Linked DNA regions of Callithrix jacchus: region 2 is linked to region 1. A link is a contact called in public Hi-C data. All regions are on one chromosome and are shown on one strand. The core of a region is the stretch at or near the end of the contact, and the rest is flanking DNA. Distances in the headings are between cores, read along the strand shown. Region 1 overlaps ADAM11 (ADAM metallopeptidase domain 11). Region 2 has its middle 43 kb from the start of DCAKD.

Region 1 (2,700 bases), core at 119-2,618:
CTGGAGCTGAGGCCTGCCCCAGGGAGGAATGCTTGGTGCCAAGTGCCCCCCCATGTGGAGGCTCAGGCTACAGGGCTCTTCCACGCCCAGGACAAGGGGTCTGTCTGGCTCTGGACCCAGACCACAAGGATTTGCAAGCCCCAGAGCCGCTCCAGCCTCCCTCCCTCGTAGGGCTGGGAGAATGAAATGCCTGACATGTAATTAGGTTTTAATAGATGTTAACTAATATCATCATCCACTCTGATCTCTAACCTACACCAGGCACCCGGCCAGGCGCTGGGAATACCAGCCAGACGATAAATTTTGGTTTAATGACGGAAGGAACAAAGCCAGGAGGCATGAAGAACCCCTTCCTCAGATAAGAAAACTGAGTCTGATCCGTGGGGGTCGACGCCAGCTGTGGAGAGGAGGGGAGTGGAGAGCGCACACCGGGAAAACCAAATCCACAAGGGTAGGGGTTCCCTCGCCCAGGGCTCCACAGGACGGCGGGGCTGGGTGGACCTGGCTCGAGTCCCCAGTGCAGGTCTCCGCGATGTCGCACTCGTTCACGGCCTCTCTGCAGGACACACCCCGTGGCTCGTACTAGGGAAGAGACGCGGTCCCCAGGTCAGGCAGGATGGATGCCTCGGCCCGGGCCCCACATCCTCGGGCCCTCTAGCTTCACGGGCCCCCGTTCAGGTCTGTTCTTATTTCCCTGCTCCCACCACCTCTCCGCCGCTTCCCACCTCGCACCGCCCCCAAGCCCGCCCACATTCCCGCCCCTCCCTGCTTCAGGGCAGCCTTCCCTTCCCGCTCCTCGTAGCCCCGCCTTCAACATCCTTCAGCCCCGCCCCTTGCTGCTCATTGGCGCTGTTTTCGCATCAAGCCCCGCCCAAGAGGGAATACGCCCCTGAAGGCCCCGCCTCCCTCTGCCCGCCCCTTATCTGAAGGCCTCCAATCGCTCCTCCTGCGTCCTGGCCCCACTCCCGGCGGGTCCTCCTTACCTTGCAGCGGCGACAGCAGAGCCCGTCGCTGCACATGGCATCATGAGTCAGGGTACATTTCTTGCAGCAGTTGCCACCCGCGCGGCTGCACTCCTGAGGGACGCGGGAGAAGGGGAGGGAGGCGGGCGAGCCCTAATCCTCCCCACTCGGACGCTCCCTTGTGCCCACCCCCGCATCCCGGCCCCCCACCTGGCGTCCGCACTACCGCTTACCTGCACGGAGCCGCAGTCGCACTCCTCCCCTGCCTCCACGAAGCCGTTCCCGCACTCTGGGGGGTCCAGGAGCTGGACCGGGAGGACAGGTCGGGAGTCTGGCCCAGACCCCGCCCAGGCCCCACTCCCAGGCTCCCCGCTGCGGGGCTGGTACCTTGAGGGGCTTATTGAAGAGGCAGCTCCCACCACCCTCCTGCAGAAACTGGTTATACTCGTCGATGCTGCAGCGCGAGAACTTGCGGGGCAGATAGAACCTGGGCAGGGTGAGGGGAGGTGCCGCTGGCTGCTCCCCTCCAACCCACCCTCTCACCCTCTCAAGACTGGAGAGGAGGCGCTCTGGGGAACTCGGTCACCATCGCGAGGAGGCGGAGGATCTGCCCGCGATTGCACCAGAATCCTCCCTCTTGTCGCAGTCGTTCCCGTTCCCTCCGCGGAACCTGGGGACTCCCAGCAGCTCTGGAGGGAAGGTGCCTCCACGCGAGGCTGGGGCGGCACCCAGTGGCCGCGGTGCGCACTGCAGCCTGGCCGGTTTTGGTGTCCCAGCAGGGGAATCTGGGTCTCCCCGGACAGTGTTTGCGGGGAAAACTGGGTTTCTTGGATACTGAGAGGTTCTGTGAGCTGGGCCTCTTGAGCCCCCTGGTCCAGACTGCCAAGGAGTGCTCGCTCTAGGACGACCCTCACCCAAGACCTTCCCCCGGTTTGTCCCCGAGAACTCACCCAGTGTCCTCCATGATGCAGCCCAGCCAGATGTCGGGACACTTGCAGTCCCCTGAGGGGTGAGCCAGGCGGAGATGAGATGAAGGAGGCCAAGGACCACCCTCCCACTTACACCCTCCGCATCCCAGAGCTGCTGGGCAAGGGCCACACGGGGACCTCCGGGGCGGATACCTGCTGAGCTCCGGTGTTTGTTCCACATCATGCCCAGGTTCTGCCCCAGCGTCTGAGCCAGGGTCACGGCCATCGCCCCCATGTTGCCGTACTGGGAGTGGGGAAGATGGGGCACAGATGTCTACATCTTCCCACAGGCACATAGTGCCCTTGAAGCCCCTCTCCCCCAGCCATGGCCCTCACTGCTCACCTCATTCACACCCCCACCCCGGGACAGGGAGCAGATGCCCCCCACGTAGGCTGCCCCACTGCTGGTGCTCTGGAAGGTCCTGCCCCTGGAAGGGAGAGCGCTGTCAGGATGGCCTCCTGCCCTCCCCTGTGGCTTCCTGGGTGGTGGTGGGGCCTTGGGGATCCCCTGACACAAGGGCCCTTCCTCGGGAGGTGGCCCTTGCCCTTCACACCAGCCTTGGTGACCCCAGGCAAGACCCTTCCCCTCCTTCGGTTCCTATTTCTTTTTATTTTTTTTTTTGAGACAGTTTCACTCTCGTAGTCCAGGCTGGAATGCAGTGGCATCATCTCCGCTCACTGCAACCTCCACCTCCTGGGTTCAAGCAATTCTCCTGCCTCAGCCTCCCAAGTAGCTGACTACAGGCACCCACCACCACACCAGCTAATTT
Region 2 (2,700 bases), core at 67-2,566, 250 kb before region 1:
TGACCAACAGAGTGAAACCCCATCTCTACTAAAAATACAAAAATTAGCTGGGCATGGTGATGCATGCCTGTAGTCCCAGCTACAGGTGAGGGAGGAGAATCGCTTAAACCCAGGAGTTGGAGGCTGCAGTGAGCTGAGATTGCCCCACTGCACTCCAGCCTAGGCAACAGAGGGACACTTTGTATCAAAAAAAAAAAAGTAATTGTGACCCAATGATCTCCTTCTCTGCTCCAGGCTGTGGCCACCTCCCAGGCCCCCTCTCCAACCCCCCAGGATCTCACTGCCCTTCTCCTAATTCCAAGCCCTCCGTTTCACAACCTCCAGGGTTGGGTTCTGGGATGGATTCACTGGTAGCTCTTTGGCCAACCAAGAGTAGACAGGTGGACAGACATGGGAGAGAAGACGGGCCTCAGTGCCCAGTGCACCCAGCACCCAGCGGCTCTCAGAAAAGACCTGAGTCATTGCACCCAACAGCAAGGCCATCTTCCAAGTTTCTCTGGAGAGGTGCGTGGGGAGAGCAGGATCAGCGCCCCGCGACCCCTCCTTCCCCGGGTTGTCTAGCTGAGTACACAGGCTCACAGTCTGCGTGGAGGTGTTGGGACTGCCCCTGTGTGTGACCCCCGCTTGACACAAGGTGACCGCCCCTCCACTCAGCTGAGCTAGGCTCCCGGGCTCCTAGCGCCGCCTCCGCTGTCCCTCCCTCGGGCGATGCCTCCCGCGGGCCGGGCGCCCAGTGCTCGGCGATCCGGAAGAGGGCGCCCGCCCGGCCCCCATCAGCCGCGTCCCCGCCCGGCGCACCGCTCTCGCCAGCCTGCGGGCTCCGCGACATCGATCGGTCCTCAGGGACCTGGGCGAGCCGCCTCCCCACCCCTCGTTTTTCGCTTTTAATTGAAGTTTGTTTGACCAGAGCGCGGAGCGGGCAAAGGCAGAAACCAAATATTTAGTTGCTGCAAATTGGCACCTCCAGATCAATTACCCGGCCGGTGTCAGGGCCTGCGCCGCCCCCCGCGCCCCGTGGAATCTCAATGCTGCGCTGCCCCCGCCCGGGCCGCCCTCCTCCATTCCGCTGCACGTTTCTCATCAGCTCCTGCCATGCATCACCCGTGGCCGCAAGGGAACAGATTTTCAATGGGAAAAGTTCCCCAGGAGGGTCCTCGTTGCTGATTCCCTCCGCGCCCTGCGCAGTCTGGTCCCCGCTCCCACCTGGCCTGTCTGATGGGGACAGCCGATGAGTGGAGTGAGCAAGCAAGGATTTGGGGTCAGGCAGACCAGGCCCGGTCCTAGGAACTCCCCTTACCCGTTCGGTGACCTTGGCGAAGTTACTTACGTTCCCTGAGCCTCGGAGTACCCCCAAAACATGGGGGCTCAAGCTTCACCTTGTGGGATCAACAGCACGGAGGGACAGCACCCTGCCCAGGGCTGGCACGTAGTGGCTTTCCACAGATATTAGTTCTTACCCTGGTACCGGGTAAAATAGGTTCTAGAATGAAGTGAGGGACAGTGAGTTTGAGGCGACTCAACCAAGCCACTGAAAAATACCAAAGGGAAAGCAGGAGACAGCCAGCGTCCCCTGTGTCCCTGGTAGGGGCAGGACAGATCCCAGGACCCTGGGCGAGCTCCAGCAGGGAGAGTCCTTAGCCCCAGCGCAAGTGCATCTGGGCACAACTAGTAGAGAAGCCACTTTTCCAGTACCGGGGTGGAGAGTGAGAGAGCCATGATCCCAAGGCTTCGGCCAGGGAAGGAGGAGGGAGGGATCTGAAGAAGGTCACCAAGGGCTCCTGATTCCTGCCAAGCTGAGTTCCAGGAGGCCAGCCCTAGGGCAGAGGGCGGGGGCGGGGTGGGGGGGTGGCAATCAGGACAGTTGGGCTGAAACGGAGGCTTTGCCTTCTCCTGGCTACATGTTGCTAGTAAAGTACTTAATCTCAGTTTTCCCATGTGTAAAATGGGGCTGACACCCTCTACCTCCCAGAGCATTTGTGAGGAGTAAATGATGTCTGGGAGAGGGGTGGAAACTCACAACCCGCATGAAGAAGATGGGGACAAGTTTGTGTGGGAGGTGTCTCCTTTTCCAGGCTCAAGACCGCTCCCAGCCCAAGAGCCCCCTAGGGAACTGGCATCAGATGCTCAGCCTGGCATTTTTAATTGGCTGCTCTGCCAGAGTGACAAGACCTCTGGGAGGGAGGAGAGGTTAGGGGAAGACTGTGAACCTCAGGCTTCGTGCTTTGAGAGCCCTTTTTAAAGAACGAGGCTCCTCCCCGACCAGCACCACCCCGCTGCTATCCCACTTGCAGCCTCTCAGTGCTGAGTCGGCCCCACCTGGAGGAAAGTTCTTTTCCCATCAAATCCTGAGTCCAGGTGGAAAGGCAAGGTTGACGTGGAATCCAGAGCCTCAGTTCCCTGCCAATAGGAAGCAAACTCACTCCTTGATTTTCCCACCTATGAAATGGGACCACAGCCAGTAATTATGAGGTGCTATTTGAACTAGTGGTAATCTCTTTTTTTCTTATTATTTTTATTATTTTTAGAGATAAGGTCTCACTCTGTTGCCCAAAGGGGAGTGCAGCAGAGCCATCAGAGCTCACTGTAACCTTCAACTTCTAGGCTCAAGTGACTCTCCTGAATAGCTAGGACTACAGATGAGTACCACCATGCTTGGCTAATTTTTTTTTAGAGACAGGATCTTGCCTTGTTGCCCGGGCT

What was found. Hi-C and Micro-C count contacts between places; a contact is called where the count stands out from the background.
Region 2: a contact with region 1 is called in a Hi-C map of skeletal muscle, with 8 times the contacts expected there. The contact joins two enhancer-like sites. A contact is called at or near these places in 2 of 3 Hi-C or Micro-C datasets (induced pluripotent stem cells and skeletal muscle).

Annotation. Positions count from the first base shown.
Region 1 is chr5:85,177,274-85,179,973 of calJac240_pri, reverse strand. ADAM11 (ADAM metallopeptidase domain 11) reads right to left here. Exons shown (of 27, transcript XM_078373310.1): 12 at 2,274-2,358; 13 at 2,084-2,174; 14 at 1,913-1,964; 15 at 1,350-1,449; 16 at 1,196-1,267; 17 at 984-1,076; 18 at 502-582. Among named protein-coding and RNA genes, the nearest start is that of ADAM11, 16 kb to the right of the region's middle. Within about 2 kb of position 1,368, at least 6 of the 16 cell types and tissues checked have an H3K27ac peak or open chromatin away from gene starts, as enhancers often do.
Region 2 is chr5:85,427,322-85,430,021 of calJac240_pri, reverse strand. No RefSeq gene overlaps it. Among named protein-coding and RNA genes, the nearest start is that of DCAKD, 43 kb to the left of the region's middle. Within about 2 kb of position 1,316, at least 4 of the 16 cell types and tissues checked have an H3K27ac peak or open chromatin away from gene starts, as enhancers often do.